2 separate regions of the Ovis aries genome follow, and region 1 is linked to region 2. A link is a contact called in public Hi-C data. All regions are on one chromosome and are shown on one strand. Each heading gives the region's core, a stretch centred on a gene start, on an enhancer-like site or on the middle of the called end of the contact. The rest is flanking DNA. Distances are from core to core; before and after follow the strand shown.

Region 1 (2,700 bases), core at 134-2,633, 170 kb after region 2:
CTTTTTTTAGAGAAACCTCCATAATGTTTCCCAGCTGCACCAATTTACATTCCCACCAACACTGTATGAGGGTTTCCTTTTTCCTACATTCTTACCAACATTTGTTATTTGTTAAAACTCAGATTTGTTTTTTTAAAAAAGGGGGGGCATCCTCTGACTCTGCAGTCAAAATAAGATCCCCAAAGTACATATTTTATCACAATAATTTAGCAATTAGATGATTATGTAATAGTGCCTGTTTCTTTGTTCTCATAAAATGTCATTAGGCAAAAATAGTCAATGTTGAAATTTAGCAGTTTTGGGGGGTATATACTCTTTCGAACTTTTACACATTTGAGATAAAATACAAAGCTCTTATGTTATATCTTGCAACGAAGACCCAACACAGTCAAATAGATACATATTAAAAAATAAAAATAAGCAGCACAGGTGGAAGTTTTGGAAACTTTTTTAAAAATAGAAACTTTCTAAAATAGTGAAAACTTATTAGATTCTGTTTATTGTACCTTGAAGGAATTTGTTCTTATTGAAAACTATCAATGAATGAAAAAAATGCAAATAGGTGCAAAGATTGGTATTTATCATGTTTCAAGAAATGATAAAGAGAATGAAAATGTATGTCAGCAAAATGTTAAACGTTCAAAATTGAAGTTGGATTTCAAAAGCATACATGCAGCTATTAGTGCTATGGACTAAAGACTATGTACGTGCTCACTCGTTCAGTCGTGTCGGACTCTGCCACCCCATGGACTGTAGCCCGCCAAGCTCCTCTGCCTATGGGAGTTTTCAGGCAAGAATACTGGAGTGGGTTGCCGTTTTCTGCTCCAGGGGATCTTTCCGACCCAGGGAATGAACTTGGGTCTCCTAGGTGTATTTTTCACCATTGAGCCACCTGGAAACCCCACAGACTCTATACTTAGAGGGTAAAATATTAAAAAACAACAACAAAGAATTAACACAATAGCAAATCATTCCGCTCCCCGGGCTGAAACGTGAAAAACGAGGATCACAATTCTAATCCACAGATTTTGTGTGGATGTATACTGGGGTTTGCGGGATGTGTGTTAGCCTGCGGTTTTCCAAGGAAAACGCAGGGCAAAGTAACAGCCTTTTAAGAGTTAGGTTGTATGACGTCACCATAGTAACAGCAAGCAGGGCTCGTGCGCCTATTTAAAGCGACTGCATGCTTTAGGAGCCACTCAGCCCGGTCCTCTTCCTCAGACTGCTCCGCCTCTACTTCCACCAGAGACTCATTCGCTCCGCCCCGCGAATTCCAAGTCGCCAATCACCATCCAGTTTTCCCTGGCTGTGGACGGCGCGTGCCCCGGTTTTAAAAGCTCAGGGCGGGGGGGGGTGGGCTTCTGGTTTCGCGCCTGCGCATTCGTGCTCTCGCCCCACGCCGGTTCCGCGTCCTCTCAGTGCGTGATCTCCGCGCCTGGCCCGAGAGGTCTCAAGTCTCACCGAGCTGTGGGCTGTCGCCGTCGCCGCCGCGATGGGAAAAACCGCGGACTCTCGGGCTACGGGAGCCCGGCCCGACCCGGTGCGGAGCTTCAATCGTTGGAAGAAGAAACACAGCCACAAGCAGAGCCAAAAGAAGCAGTTGAGGAAGCAGCTGAAGAAACCCGAGTGGCAGGTCGAGCGCGAGGTTATCAGCCGCCTCATGCAGAATTACGAGAAGGTGAGGCCGGCGCCGGGGAGGGGGCGCGGGGCCGCATGTCCTTGCCGCACTGGGCTGCATGGGCGAGCGGGCCGACCGGTCACTGGGACCTTGCCTGGGGAGCAGGAGAAGGGGGTGGGATGCGAGGTGCCTCCGGGGGCTCCATTGAGGCCACAGGTGGTCTGCTGGGTGCCAAGCCCAGGCCTCCTGACCGACCAGGCCGCCCTCTGGCTCACTACAATGGTTTTGATAAAATGGGGAAAATGTAGTAGTGCTTAAGCATAAGGAGATTAATTGCTATTATAGTTATCAGTTCAGTTCAGTCGCTCAGTCGTGTCCGACTCTTTGTGACCCCAGGACTACTGCAGCACGCCAGACCTCCCTGCCCATCACCAACTCCCGGAGTTTATTCAGACTCTTGGCCATTGAGTCGGTGATGCCATCCAACCATCTTATCCTTTGTCGTCCCCTTCTCCTCCTGCCTTTAATCTTTCCCAGCATCAGGCTCTTTTCAGATGAGTCAGTTCTTCGCATCAGGTGGCCAAAGTATTGGAGTTTCAGCTTCAGCATCAGTCCTTCCAATGAATATTCAGGATTGATTTCCTTTAGGATGGACTGGTTGGCTCTCCTTGCAGTCCAAGGGACTCTCAAGAGTCTTCTCCAACACCACAGTTCAAAAGTATCAATTCTTCGGCGCTCAACTTTCTTCATAGTCCAACTCTCACATCCATACATGACTACTGGAAAAATCATAGCTTTGACTAGACGGACCTTGGTTGGTTAAGTAATGTCTCTGCTTTTTAATATGCTGTCTAGGGTGGTCATAACTTTCCTTCCAAGGCGCAAGCATCTTTTAATTTCATGACTTCAGTCCCCATCTGCAGTGATTTTGTAATGTTCGTAAAAATAATACAACCTAATGGTAAATAATGACACATTGTAAGCCACTCACCATGTGGTTTACATTAATTATTTGACTTGATCTGAGGTATTGGGTCTTATTTCCCTTTTACAGATGAGAACCTTGAGGATCCAGGAGAATA
Region 2 (2,700 bases), core at 201-2,700:
TATTTCATTTTGGATCATATAACTTCCCTTTTTCATGTATAAATTAATTTTTTCCTTAGTTTTCCATCTTTTTTCTAAACCCCCTCGTCCCCATTTATAACATTACAAAATTATTTTTAGAAAACAAAGAAAACTATAAAGAAGAAAATACACTCCGTGGTGAAAGACTACATCTGGGTTTAAGGATCTTCTGATCCTTAGGGCCATGGAGACTTCTTAAAAAACCAAAGTACTCAGTTTTCCACTGGCGGTGGAAAGGGCGCTGGGTATTCTGATTGTCTCTTTGTTGACAAAACCGGGTGCCAGTTGACAGGACATAAATCAGCAAATCCTGACTAGCAACAATTCGAAACTAGCAGGACAAGCTGTTTAGAAGTCGCAAACTTAAGATACTAAGGAGAACCTGGGAGGACGACTGGGCAGAAGGGATTCAGGACAGGACCAGAGGGAAAACCTAGTTAGTTCCGAGTTTCACTAATTCCTGCGATCCGCTTTCAAGAACTCGAAACTCTAAGAAAACAAAAAATCTAGCCTGCAAAACTGCCTCCTAAATTGCCTGCTTCTCTGACATCTGCTTTTTGTAGGATCAGGCCTAAACAACGCACCCCGATCCGATTCTCGGGCTGGATGACTCAACGCGTGAAGGCACTCCCTGCAAGCTGTAACAGATCAGACAACTCGTCAAGCGTAGAAAGACCACCTCCAACTTGTGACTCACACTGCTTTCATGAACACCCCGGGCGCCATCCATACGGATTATCAGTCCCCGCACGTTAACTGCGGAAGGGAGCTCGGAGTTCATTTATTCATTCAGTAGACTTGCGCTGCAACTCCCTTCCGCCTTTGGGTCTGGGAAGGGAGGAGAAGAGGAGGTGACCAGCGCCGAGGGAAGGACGCCGCGCGGGCGGCGGGCGGGTTCCCGGGGAGGGGCGCGCGGTCGAGGCCGGGACGCGTGCAGGGGAAGCGCGGAGCGGCCGCAGGGCGGGGGAGGTCCGCGGTCGAACACTACCTGGGGGCGAGCGGGTGAGGTTTTGGCCCTCCGAGCTGACAGCCTGCAGGTAGAAATAGCGGACCGGCAGAACGACGCCCGCCTGCAGCCCGGGGCCCCACACCAGGCTCCGCGGCGCGCTGAGCGGCGCCTCCAGGGCCCCTGAGGCCACGAGCAGGGCGAGTTGCAGCGCCAGCAGCCGGGCCCGCGGCAGATGGCGCATGGTCTCAGGGCCACGGCGCCCCAGCTCGGCGGCGGCGGCGGGGAGGTGCCGGGCGCGCGGCGGGCCGGGAGCGGGGCCCACTCCGGGGCGGGCTTCGCTCCGCCGCCCGCGGCTCCGCCCCTGGTTCCCACTCGGCCGGAAGGCGAGGGCCAGCCCGTCGCAGAGGGGCCGGGCGCGGCCGCGGGGCCGCAATGGACTCGGCTCTCCCGCTCCAGGCCCAGCAACCGGCAGCGCGGGTCTGAGGACCAGGGCGGAGGGGGCGCTGCTGAGACCGGCGTGCTTGAGGCTGTGCCCTGCTGCCGCTTCTGCTGCTGGAGTTTGGCAACTCGTCAGAGGAAACTTGTCTTTTTTAAAGGACGCACAGGATGATTGCTGTAGAGAAAAGGCCCAGTGGCGAAGAGCTTACGCGAACGCCTTCAAACAACGAATTTCACTGGGTTTAAAAGACGCAGAGCAAAATGTCATTCCCGATTCCCGTCCAAGGCCAACTCTCCCAGCCCTTCCGTTCACAACAGCACCCATCAAACTGTATTACCTGTCTTGTTTTCTGCTCAGCAGTCTCCCTCACTAAACTGTAACTCCCTCCAGTCTCCGAAATCCCCTAAACCCTATACTTCCCTTCTTTCAACAAATGTTTGTTCAACCTTTGCTGAGTTGGAGCCAAGCCTCAAGCGAGGAACCAAAAGTTGCGCTCAGTAGCAGGAGTCAGAGTTGAGGCTGGTGGGTGAGCATCACCTCAGAGTCAGAAACTGCTGTCCCGTAACCGACGGGGGTTGATTGGTCTTGAATGCGCCTCGGTCCTCAGATGCTGGACGTTGGATCTGGGGAAAGACTGGCAAGGACTCTGGTAGCGGGAAGTCACTGACTACCTTTCTCTTCCCACCATTTTGATCTTGGATGGGCAACAGTAAGTTTCAGTGTCCCAAAGAGAGATCTTAGTTCCCTCCACAGGAAATGAACCAGGGTAACCTAGATGAAAACCAGGAATCTTAGCTACTAGACCACCAGGTAGAAATAGACTTAAGTGCTCCTGCTCATAGAGGTAGAAAGGAGGGAGGACCCATCCCCCTACCTCCCAGCACCTTCTGGACTTCCTGTTAGGTGAAAATGACAAACCTCCTACTTAATTTAGTGAAGTCACTCAGTCATGAGGGATTCTTTGCGACCCCATGGACTGTAGCCTGCCAGGCTCCTCCGTCCATGGGGTTTTCCAGGCAAGAATACTGGAGTGGGTTGCCATTTCCTTCTCCAGGGTAACCTTCCCAACCCAGGGATCGAACCCTGGTCCCCGGCACTGCAGGCAGACTCTTTACTGTCTGAGACACCAGGGAAGCCCAGGAGCTAGAAGCTGAAAGCAAAGTGGCTCTTACCCTAATCTGAAAGTTTCAAGGAGGTAAAAACTAAAAAAGGTACAAAGTTTATTATTAAAGACACAGCACAACAAGTGGGAGAGCACACAGAGAAGCAGTTTATTTAAGTCAGAAACTAG

What was found. A called contact is a pair of places that touch in the nucleus more often than the background predicts.
Region 1: a Hi-C map of muscle shows a contact between it and region 2, with 2.9 times the contacts expected there. The contact joins the promoter of DDX10 here to the promoter of POGLUT3 in region 2.

The regions. Positions count from the first base shown.
Region 1 is chr15:18,041,028-18,043,727 of ARS-UI_Ramb_v3.0, forward strand. DDX10 (DEAD-box helicase 10) reads left to right here and starts at 1,384. Exons shown (of 18, transcript XM_004016001.6): 1 at 1,384-1,678. The coding sequence starts at 1,493.
Region 2 is chr15:17,873,364-17,876,063 of ARS-UI_Ramb_v3.0, forward strand. It overlaps POGLUT3 (protein O-glucosyltransferase 3), which reads right to left and starts at 1,451. Exons shown (of 7, transcript XM_060399696.1): 1 at 1,010-1,451. The coding sequence starts at 1,211.